Linked DNA regions of Sus scrofa: region 2 is linked to region 1. The links are chromatin contacts, called in public HiChIP or PLAC-seq maps. All regions are on one chromosome and are shown on one strand. Each heading gives the region's core, a stretch centred on a gene start, on an enhancer-like site or on the middle of the called end of the contact. The rest is flanking DNA. Distances are from core to core; before and after follow the strand shown.

What was found. HiChIP or PLAC-seq counts read pairs in DNA pulled down with a chosen protein or histone mark.
Region 2: a contact with region 1 is called in an H3K27ac HiChIP or PLAC-seq map of alveolar macrophages. The contact joins the promoter of CHMP1B here to the promoter of MPPE1 in region 1. A contact is called at or near these places in 6 of 47 Hi-C or Micro-C datasets (blood, heart right ventricle, liver and 1 more) and 1 of 2 datasets of contacts at active chromatin or transcription factors (alveolar macrophages).

Annotation. Positions count from the first base shown.
Region 1 is chr6:97,320,342-97,326,445 of Sscrofa11.1, reverse strand. It overlaps MPPE1 (metallophosphoesterase 1), which reads right to left and starts at 1,794. Exons shown (of 10, transcript XM_013988815.2): 1 at 1,561-1,794. The coding sequence starts at 1,761.
Region 2 is chr6:97,357,439-97,363,273 of Sscrofa11.1, reverse strand. It overlaps CHMP1B (charged multivesicular body protein 1b), which reads left to right and starts at 3,661. Exons shown (of 1, transcript XM_005674542.3): 1 at 3,661-5,835. The coding sequence starts at 3,823. The coding sequence ends at 4,422. The region is part of intron 5 of GNAL (guanine nucleotide-binding protein G(olf) subunit alpha); the gene reads left to right.

The DNA of each region.
Region 1 (6,104 bases), core at 545-3,044:
TATGCTAAATAAGCCAGACACAGAAGGACAAACACTATACAATTCCACATATATGAGAGACCTAGGATAGCAAATCCATAGGTACAGAAGTAGGACTATGGACACCCAGGCCTGGGGGGTTGAGGGGTTGAGAGGCAGAATTATTATTATTATTATTTTGCTTTTTAGGGCCTCACCCACCACATATTGAAGTTCCTAGGCTAGGGGTCCAATTGGAGCTGTAGCCGCCAGCCTACACCACAGCCACAGCAACATGGGATCCAAGCCATGTCTGCGACCTATATCACAGCTCAGGGCAATGCCAGATCCTTAACCCACTGAGCAAGGCCAGGGATGGAATCTGCATCCTCATGGATACTAGTTAGATTCATTTCCCCTGAGCCATGACGGGAACTCCAGAATTATTATTTAATGGATATGGAGTTTCAGTTTGGAAAGAGGAAAAAGTTCTGCAAATGGTGGTGCAGGCTGCAGAACAATGTGAATGCACTGAATGCCACTGAACTGTACACTTTAAAATGGTAAATTTCATGTTAAGAAGGTTTGGCCCTTTTTTTTTTAATGAAGAAACACCAACATATGCACAGAGAAGACTCTATAAGCTAACAATGTCCTATAGGAAGGGCTTACTTTTAGATTTAAATACACTTTTCTTATATTTAAATAAAAAAGGAAGGGCGTTCCCTGATGTCTAGCAGTTAGGACTTGATGCTCTAACCCCTGCAGCCCAGGGACCTCAGATCCCCAGCAAACTATCGCTTGCAGCAGCCAAAAAAGAAAGAAGTCTCCAGAGCCTGGAATTAAGAGGTTATCAGAGTCATTTTCTCACCTTTTAAAAAATGCAACCTGTAGATGAGCCGGTATGAAGGCTCTAAATTGGCTTGCTCCCCCAAATCAGAGTGCCTTTAGCTGAAATAAAACAGAAAACGTGCTCTGTGGCTGAATAATCTTTCATTCTGTCTACTTACTATCTCATCCTAGAGGGCAAGCAGAGAAGGAAGGACCTTGAGCAACTCCAACGTAAAGAAGGAGGCAGAGAACCACAAAGTAAAAAGAGCCGACATTATGTTCTTTGTCAAGAACTGCTCTTTTATAATATAAATATTTACATAGAAAACACTTAAATGACAGAGAACTGTCCAACACGTGAGACCGTAGCTGCAGTCCACCACTGGGAGCAAAATATTTCCTCCACTGACTGATTTTTAACTTCAAAGCTATCAATGAACATCTAAAATTCTTGCCCTCCATGTTAAATTCATTATTACCACAATGTCCTCAATAGCTGTTTGCATATTAAAGTTTTCCACCTTAAACTTTAAACTACATCAGTAAACTAGGAAGGGAAAGGCCCCGGTGATTTAATACACAGGCCTCAGGTCACCGTAATGTTGCAGCATATATGTATAATTTGCAGCACACGGAGCTTCCAACAGTAAACGTATGCGCCCACACTAGGCTGCAGCAGCAGGGCCGAGAAGAGGTCCAAGAAAAGCAGCAACACCTGCACCCGGCGGACGCAGGCCGTAGACACGGCTTGGGCGGCCGGATCCCACCTACCGCCGGGCTCGGGGCGCCGGGTCCCACGGCGAGAGAGCAGGCGGCGGGATCTCTGTGCTCGCCCGCACGGACCCGCGCCCGCACCTGCGCCTCAACTGCACCCCAAGGCCTCCCAAACTTCCCAGCAGACAGACCCTCCGCTCGGCGCGCGTCCGGTTCGCGGCACGCACGTGGGACTGGGCGGAGCAATGGGCAGAGCATGGGGCGGGGCGGGGTAACGCGGTAGAGCGGGGTGCGGGGAGGGGAAGGGGCGGGGCGACGAACAGTGCCTAGGAGGGGGATGGGGCGGGGCGATGGGCGGGGCAGGGCGATGGACTTGACGCCGGGCGGGGCGAGGCGGAGCATGGGGCGGAGCGGGGCGGAGCATGGGGCGGGGCGTCATTGGGCGCGGGGGCAGGGAGATGGGCGAGGCCAGAAGCTGGCCTCCGGGGCCAGCGATTGGCCAGGAGCCGAGACAAGGGGCACATGCCCAGGGTTGTTGTGCGGCTGCGCACTCTCTGGGCCCGCTGGCCTCGGGTTGCTTTCATCCTCGTCTGTAGGGACACGTACAGCGCCTTCAAAAGAAAAAAAAATATGATAGAAATGAACTTATACACAAAACAGAAATAGACCCACAGACATAGAAAACATGGTCACCAAAGTGAAAGGGAGGGGAGAGATAAATTAGGAGTTTGGAATTAACACATACACACTGCTACATATAAAATAGATAAACAAGGACCTGCCGTATATAGTCAATATTTTCTAATAATTTATATGGGAAAAGAATCCCAAAAAGAATATGTATGTATAACTGAATCACTTTGCTGTACACCTAAAAGTAACACAACATTGTAAGTCAACTATTTTTCAGCTTAAAAAGAGACAAGTGTGGAATAAATAAGATCACAGTGACTGGGGTTTTATTTAATTTTTTTATAACAGTGTTGCATGAGATGTTCCATTTTTCAATATACTTTCACGTTATTACTTCAAGTAATCCTCAAATTAATACTGTAAATAAATTAGCAGTAAGAATCGCCATGTTAAAAAAGTAAGGGAGATCCCGTTGTGGCGCAGTGGAAACGAATCCGGCTAGGACCATGAGGTTGCGGGTTCCATCCCTGGCCTCACTCAGTGGGTCAAGGATCTGGTGTTGCTGTGAGCTGTGGTAGGTCGCAGACAGGGCTAGGATCCCACGTTGCTGTGGCTGTGGTGTAGGCTGGTAGCTATAGCTCTGATTTGACCCCTAGCCTGGGAACATCCATATGCTGCAGGTACAGCCCTACAAAAGCCAAAAAAAAAAAAAAAAAAAAGTAAACCGAAGCTCTGACTAGCAATTCACAAAATCTTCTCTACAACCAATTCCGGTCTGTTTTTCAAATCTATGAGTACGGTGACTGTACTGAGATGTAAAACGAGAAATCAGGTAGAAAGCAATCAGCAAAGTGCCTGGGACATGTAAGTAAGCAGTAAATGGTAATTATTATTATTAAGAATATTGTAATAATTCCAAACACACCCAGATGAACAATTTTAACATGACCCAAACTGGCACAACCAGACTCTATAAACAATGAAGTGATAGAATAGGAGGTAAGCGTCACCACACTTCACAGAGAAAGAAAAGGAAAAAAGGAAATCTGGTTGAGCCTAGAACAACAAGCTTAAGGAAATACAGGGACCAAATGAACATGTTATGTTTCACCACCAGGAAGCAATCTGATGGGAGAGTCTACAGCCAAAAAGACCTAATTTCTTTATTGAACAAATAAGCAGCATCACAAAAAAGGGGGGAAGGAGGACAGGAAGGGGGGTCTGTTGTTCCATAGCAGGCTTGAAAGGCACATCAACCAAATGCAGTTTGTGGGCTTGGACTTGGTCATAATTGGGACAAACTAGCTTTTTTTAGGAAAAAAAATCATTTTTGAAAAGATTGGGAAACTTGGACATGGATTGGATGTCAGATGATAAAGAAGTATTGGTAATTTTGCTATAATACTATTGTGGTTCTATTTTTTAGGATTAGAAAAACATATTAAAGTATTTACAGATAAATTATATGATTTCTGGAATTTTCAGAAAGAAAATTTTAAAGTAGGGACATGGGAGAAAAAACAATATGGCAAAATGTTGCTAAAGCCAAAGCAAGGAGATGGGTGTATGGCACCGAAGCTGGCAGAATAATGGCCCCCAGAAGATGTCCACAGCCTCATCTCCAGACTTGTGAACAGGTTTCCTTATCTGGCAAAAGTGACTTTGCATGCATGATGATGATTAAGGACCTTGATATGGGGTCAATATCCTGGATTATCCCAGTGGATCCAATCCAATCACTTGCGTCCTTACAAGTGGAGACGCTTTCCCAGCTCTCTCAGAGGCAGAGTAAGGATGTCCAATCCATTCAGACTGCTTACAAGCACAGGTAACACTGCAGCCAGGAACCTTGTAAATAACAGAAGTTGTGGGAGCTGCAAGTTCAAGATCAAGGATCCAATATGTGTCCTGTGAGAGGTTTTTCCCAGTTCATAACCGCCTTCTCAGGGTTTTCGCCTGGGGTTGGAGTGCTCTATGGGGTCTCCTTTATGGGAACAATAACACCATCCAGGAGGACTCCCTCTCAGGACTGAGCATCTCCCAAAGACCTCACCTCCAAACAACTTCACACTGGACATTAGGATTGAACATATGTATTTTGGGGTGGCACAAACATTCAGTATAGCAGAGGATCAGAGGTGCAACCTGACCAACCTCTTTGAAAATCAATAAAGGAAACCGCAACTGAAATTGGAGTTGGAAACGGCCTGCAGAGGGCGCATTCACGCACTGGCACTCGCCTTCCTTCGCATGCACCGCCCTTGATGTGCATGCACTGACCATTATTTGCATGTCCCACAGGAAGAAGGTACCTTGCTCTCCCAAACAGGTAATGCACTCTTTCACTCTTCCTGAGGAAGAATTTCTTCTCACACAGCATCAGTCCAACCAATGAGAAACACCAAAGCTCAGCCAATGAGAAACCATCCCCACCTTTTTCCTATAAATTCAGGCTCCCCTCCTTTGTTCTTTGGGACTTGCCTGAAGTTCAACATCGATTTTGGACATACTTTGTAGTTCCCTCCTGTTCTGATTAAATCCATTTTGCTGGTAAAATAATTCCTCTATTATTAGTTTTAGATTAACAGACTCCACCAACTGTTGCTGACCTTAGAAATGGAGGAAGGGGGCACAAGCCAAGGTATTTGGGCAGGCAGCCCCTAGAAGCTGGAAGAAAGCAAGGAAAAGGATTCTGTTGCAGAACCATCTTGACTTTGGCCCATGAGACCAGAGCTGTACTACTGCCCTACAGAACAATGAGATAATAAATATGTATTTTAAGTCACCACAATAGAAAAGCAACACAAGCTTTCATTATATTCCCTCTACTTTTGTGTAAGGGTAAAAAAAAAAAAAAATTGTGGAGTTCCCGTTGTGGTGCAGTGGTTAACGAATCCGACTAAGAACCATGAGGTTGCGGGTTTGATCCCTGGCCTTGCTCAGTGGGTTGACGATCCAGCGTTGCCATGAGCTGTGGTGTGGGTTGCAGATGCGGCTCGGATCCCACGTTGCTGTGGCTCTGGCGTAGGCCGGTGGCTACAGCTCCAATTCGACCCCTAGCCTGAGAACCTCCATATGCCGCAGGAGCGGCCCAAGAAATGGCAAAAAAAAAAAGACGCAAAAAAATTGTACTGCTTGTTTAGTCCATAAAACATAGACCTAACTGAGGGATACATTTTAAAGTACTTCATTTATACCTGAAATATATGTCACATCTGTGGCATGTGGAAGTTCCCAGGCTAGGGGTAGAATAGGAGCTGCAGCGACTGGCCTACACCATGGCCACAGCAACATCAGATCTGAGCCATATCTCCAACCTCTGCCTCACCTTGTGGCAATGCTGGACCCTTAGCCCACTAAGCAAGGCCAGGGATTGAACCTGCATCCTCACAGAGACAAGGTCATTTCCTTGACCTGCTAAGCCTCAATGGTAACTCCCCAAAGTGATTTTCTTAAATCCCCACAAGTAAAACCAGCCAGAGTCATCAGTGTGGAACCACTGCCATCATATCCAAGGATTTCAAGTACTCACAACTGGAGCAGCTGGACTGAGCTTGGAATAGTTGGAACGAAGCTAAGAAAGCAGTGAACCCAGATCCACAGGGAGTTGAGCTGCTGCTGAATCCCTGAGGAGCAGGGCACTAAGGGAGCCCATTGGTGCCGGGGTCTGGTGAGGGCCCAGGACTGGGAGCAGGGAAGGCCACTGTCCAGACCAGCACACTGGGTGACTCCAGGGCAGGGGAAGAGAGGAATCCAGGTGTACATGAAGGGCCAGGGCAGAGGTAGCAATCCAGATGGCAGTGGAGAGGTCAGGGGTCAGCGCCTCTGCAGGCTGCACAGGGGTCAGGGAAATGATACCGGCAGTGTCACCAGGGCCAAGTTTTGGACCTCCAAGGCCAGGTCCAGACTGCACCCTCCAAGTCTCTTTAGGGAGCAGAGGCTCCTCCAGACTGGCGAGTAACAGGGTG
Region 2 (5,835 bases), core at 2,412-4,911, 35 kb before region 1:
GGACACAAGTTCAATCCCTGGCCTCACTCAGCGGGTTAAGGATCTGGCGATGCCGTGAGCTGTGGTGTAGGCCGGCAGCTGCAGCTCGGATTCCACTCCTAGTCTGGGAGCCACAGGTGTGGCTGTAAAAAAGAAAAAAAAAATCCTACCTTGTTTAGACCACAGGTGTTCACTGTCTCAGAGAAACTGCACACTACCACAGTAATGACACAAGTGTCCAGGTGGGAAGAAGTGTCCTGCTTTGTGACAGGGTTTTTTACATTCTGAATAGAAGTTTTAAATTACTTGTAGTAGGATTCATTAAGTTATAGCTGAGTTCTCATCCTGTTTTGCTCCCTAACTAAAGATAGCAGCTTACACGAACAAAACCTTCGTTTTGGCACCGAAGCTTAATTGCAGCTCCTCCTTGAACAAAATGAATTGCCTTGCTCAGCCTTGCGTGGGCCCTAACAGCAGAGAACAGCTTCCTTTACATGGACAGAGTGGGTTCAACGAGCCCGAAGAGGACTCAGAGTGGTTCCCAGAACATGAGGCCACTAGCTCAGGTCCTCTCTGATCTGTGGCTGTGGCTACTTTAAATCACTTGACCTACTTAAGCTTAATTTAACTGTGACAAGATGCTACTTAAAAGCTGTGTCTCGTGGCAGGTCAGGCACAGCATCAAGATAGGCTGTGAATCGTCCCAGGAGCAGCAGTAAGGAGCACAGGGCTGTGTCCCCACCCCGCCCCAGACACTCTTACACAGAGGGAGCTGGCTGAGGAGGACAGAGAGGGCTGTGGCGCACAGCGGACTGACTGCCAAGGGCACATGGTAACTGTTTTTCACTTGTGGCTTGTAAGCTGAATGTTCAAGTTTAAGGGGGAAAAACTGGTGTGAGAACCGCCAGCCGCCTGGAGAGCAGTCCCCTTTGCAGCCTGGCCAGCGTGAGTCCTATCCGTCTCCTCCAGATGCGTGATCATGAAGTCCCTTCCACCTTCCAGTCCACAGGATGACTTGTTTCCCACCAGGCAGCTGCTAAAGATCCGGCATCAGTGTGTATGTGGGGAATCAGCTTTTCTTAAGAAGGGCAAAGTGGCGTATTAGAGATTCCCAGTGAAGAAGGGGAAGGGAGATTGGGGACAGGGGGACAGGCACGTTTCACAGACCAGGAAATACCCCTGGTCTTTGTTTTCCTGCCATAGCTCTGTAGTCTCTGCTTATACTGGTCTTTCCCTTGAGGCAGGGACCCCGCGGAAGGAGTAGATTTCCTTCCTACAGACTGTTTTGTAAACGGAGGAGAAATGTTGAAACGGACACAGGCACCATTTCGGCTGAATCTGCTCTGCAGACTCCACATGAGACTTGACAGCACCCATCACAGATTGCCAAGGAAAAGGCCATTTAAACCACACATTTTTTCCTCTTAGTAACTGACAATGAATCTCTACAGAGTGTTTCAGGGATTTTTTTTTTAAGGAATTCTGCAGTGTACACCCTTTTGGTCTGTTTCTTTTGTTCTCATTAAGTTTTTAGGATGTATTTGTGCTTTGAGGACAGTTGTAGCTGCTTGTTTCCATTACTATATAGTATTCGATTGTTAAAAATATATATGCCACAATTTATTTTTCTGTTTTGTCCACGGACAGTTGGGTTGTGCCCAGGTTTAGGCTAAGACATATCCTTTTGTACCTGGTGCACACGTGCAAGCCTTTCTCTAAGCGGATAAGAGGAGGTGGAACTGGTGCTGGTAAGGGATGCACATTTTACTTTATTAGGTAAAAAGATTGTATCTGCTGATACTCCCACCAGCAGTGAGTAAGCGTCCCCATGGCTTCAGGTCTTGGCCAAACACACTATTTTGAGACTTTACATGAATTATTTTAATTCAGAGGTTTTTTTGTTTTGTTTTTGTTGTTGTTGTTGTTTTTAATGCAATGGTTTTGAGCAGCCTCCCCCAGTGGCAAGAACTGATGAAGGCACTTCTGTTAGCTGCTAGGTCTTCCCCTTCTAGTTTTACAAACAGGAAACTGAGGCCTAAGGAAGTGAGGTGATCTACACTGGGTCGTACAAGTAATCACACAGCTTTGCCAGCAGGACTGGTGCCCAGTCAGTACCACACTCGGGCTGCCCCCTCCTGCTTTCATGTTGCTTCCTTTGTTGGGAAAGTCCAAAATCTGCCATTGCTGTTTTCTGAATCAGATGGCTCTTTATTGCAGAGAGAACTGGGAAGGAGTGGGGAGGCCCCCTCCCCCCCGTGGACGTCTGGGCACTGGGAACATTGATTGACTCGGCACCTCGCGTGGTCCATAGTATAACAGGCACCCAAGGCCCCAGTGCCAGGAGGCCTGCCCAGTGTGCTGTGAGGAGGTGCAGTGTGCAGGGAGGCAGAGGGGTCCTGGAGAAGGCAGCTTTGAGGGGGGATCTCAACAGGCAGAGACAAGGTTGGGGGGAGAGGGGAGGGGGAAGCCCAGGCGGCAAGGACCATCCCATCTCGTCCACACCCACCGACCCACTGACACAAATGGCGCTTCATTCTGGCTTGATTGGGAGGGTGGGGACTGTGTGCGCTGTGTGCCTTGCTGCTCAGGTTTTGGAGCAAGAGTGTGACATAACCAGAGCTGAGCATTAGGAAAATGCATGGGACCACAGCACCCTTGGCAGACATCACAGGAGGCCCCCAGGGATACTGAGACTCCGGATTAAAACTGTCTCAGACAGAATGACTCAGAATTCACCTGCCACTTGGCTCCTTAGGGTAGGTTGGGCCTTTATAGGTTGTTATTGTGGAGGTGATGGTGGGGGAATCTTTCTAAAAGAAAAGAGCCACACCACATGTCACTGCCATCTGAAAGCCTGCACTTCTGAAGGGTGATGGTTCTGATCTATACCAGTGGGTATGGGTTCCAGTACTTCACCATCCTCTGCCTGCATAAATTTAAAATGACAATTTGGCCTGTCAAAGTGAAATGTGAGTGACGTGTCTTGGATATTTATAAAATATCAAATAGGTAGAATCATGTCAGCAAAAGCTGGATCTTTTATTATTAAACCTCAGAAGGATTCTGGGATGGTAGTTGCTGGTAACTCGCCTACAGACTGACCTTCAGCCATGTCCTAGGTGAGGTGGTCCAAGGCCTGGAAGGTGTTATCACCCACCGCAGTAAAAGGATGTCACAGGTTGCAGCCAGATTGTCCTCCAACACCAGGATGCGGGTCAGTGCTACAGCTTTCGTTGTTTTGTACTTTTAACTGGTAACGGCCCACGTTCCCCTGAGGAATTGGAGGTTGCAGGAGCAGATGGAAAAGGCTGTGGTCTGCCTACTCGAGATAGCTTCCTGATTTCCAGCCTGGCCGGACACTGAGGCCACCAGATTTGAACATTTTTTACGTGCAGGTCCGGACAGCCCTGTCCATGCCTAAGAAAGCATATGGACACGCATTTCTATGAATTTACTTTAGTGCTTTTAACAACTGTGGGGGGCAGACAACACGCAACGCTCTCTGAACCTCAGCATCCGGCCAGGGGGACCCAGGTCTGAGCGGTCCGGGCCCGGGAGCCCCGCCCCCGGCCCGGGAGCTCCGCCTCGGACCTCGCGTCCCGCGAGCCCCGCCCCTAGCCCGTGCGTCGTGCGTCCCCCGAGCCGGGGAGCCCCGCCCTGGCCCCACCCCCGGCCTGAGCGCCCAGGGCGCGCCCAGCGATGACGTCACCGCCGGCGCCGCGCTCGGCAGAAGCAGGAAGTGCGACCAAAACAAAGGAGCGGCGGCTAGGAGCGGACTCCCTCCTTTTGCCTCCTGCTGCGTCCACCTAGCCCTGGCAGCGGACCCCAAGGAGCCGTCCGACCATGTCCAACATGGAGAAACACCTGTTCAACTTGAAGTTCGCGGCCAAAGAACTGGGCAGGAGTGCCAAGAAATGCGACAAGGAGGAAAAGGCCGAAAAGGCCAAGATTAAAAAGGCCATTCAGAAGGGCAACATGGAAGTTGCGAGGATACACGCCGAGAACGCGATTCGCCAGAAGAACCAGGCGGTGAATTTCCTGAGAATGAGTGCGCGGGTGGACGCGGTGGCTGCCAGGGTCCAGACCGCCGTGACGATGGGCAAGGTGACCAAGTCGATGGCCGGTGTGGTTAAATCGATGGACGCGACGTTGAAGACCATGAATCTCGAGAAGATCTCCGCCCTGATGGACAAGTTCGAACACCAGTTCGAGACTCTGGACGTGCAGACCCAGCAGATGGAGGACACGATGAGCAGCACGACGACGCTGACCACTCCCCAGGGCCAGGTGGATATGCTGCTGCAGGAAATGGCAGACGAGGCCGGCCTCGACCTCAACATGGAGCTGCCGCAGGGCCAGACCGGCTCCGTGGGCACGAGCGTGGCCTCGGCGGAGCAGGACGAACTGTCCCAGAGGCTGGCCCGCCTCCGGGACCAGGTGTAACCGCCGAACCCGCACAGAGGTGTCCTGGCCACAGCCGCCTTCGGAAGACGGTTGCCCCACACTAGGAAGTCGGACCTCGCCCCAATGCCGAAATGCTCTTTACTTAAGATGCTTCTACCTTTGGGTTTACAAAGCTCTCCAGATACATTAAGTTACAGGCTTTTCTCCACTCTTAACTGGATTTCGAAGTTCTCGTGATGTGTATTTTTATAGCTGTCTCTTAACAGAACTAGTTAATTTGTCGGATATGACTCTTCCCCCAAAATTTGGTCAAAGCTCTAATTCCCGGGTATTCACTTTTCTGCCCGAATTATAAGAATTGAAGGTTTTCTTAATGTTCTGTAATTAGAGTTGTAATTAGAGTTAATTTTCTGTATCTAGAGTTGACAAGTGGTGATTACTTGGATTGATTACAGGGCTATTAATCCCTCATTCAGAGACTTACTTAATGGACAATGCTATTCTGTGTATCCTTTGTTTTTCACCATCAAACCCGGACAGCAGTTGACTATTAATCTGTTCTCGTAACTTAACACTAAAATTACTTTAGGACTTTCTGGCATAATACTCTTACTGTTTACGTTCTATAAATGTGTTTGTGTGGAAGTTGTCTTTTTATAAGTGGAAAAAAATGCCACGTAACTTCCATTTATTATGAGAGAAAATTGTTCATTTATGGTTTGGGATTTACAAAGTTTAACATGCGACAGTTTTTTCCAAATGAACTTCTCTCACACAATTCTAATTATCCTCCTATTTCAACACTTTAATTAGATATCTTTTAAAGTATGTGAATTAGCATGACAGTCCTATTACTCTAACATTGCCAAAGAACTGTTGGTTGGTTTGGGAAAGCCCTGGGACTGTGTGTTTCTAGGTTTTGTTTTTATTTTAATCAAAAATAGAAATAAAATTAGCACTGCATTTTAGGTTCTAATTATTTGCATTTATTATTTTGTCTTAAAACAACAACTCTTTAAAATCTTGGGAGTATCAATTGGAATGTTTTACTTAGCCATGAGAATCACTTAAATATACATGCAGCTGTCTGGGAATCTAGGAAGGAGAGGTAGTAGGGTTGGACCGAAGGCTTGACCCTCTCAGGCTGAAGCCCAGCTGTGCTGCCTTCCATCTTTCAGGAAAGGGGGTGTGTAAAGTAAAAGTGAAATAAAGCCTGCAGCCACCGATTTTTCAGATCCTCAAAACATGGAGAACGAAGACTTAACTTTTGCCTAGTATATTATGCAAGCATATTGATCTAGGTTAAATATTTAATTCTTCACTAGAAGATTTCTCCAAGAGAGAATTCCCGCATTTCAGAAAAGAATTAAACGGATCTCAAGCCCTTTGAAAGATTCATAACCAAGTAGTCACCATTACAATATGTCCTCCAGTGTGAATGCGTGTGTTTAA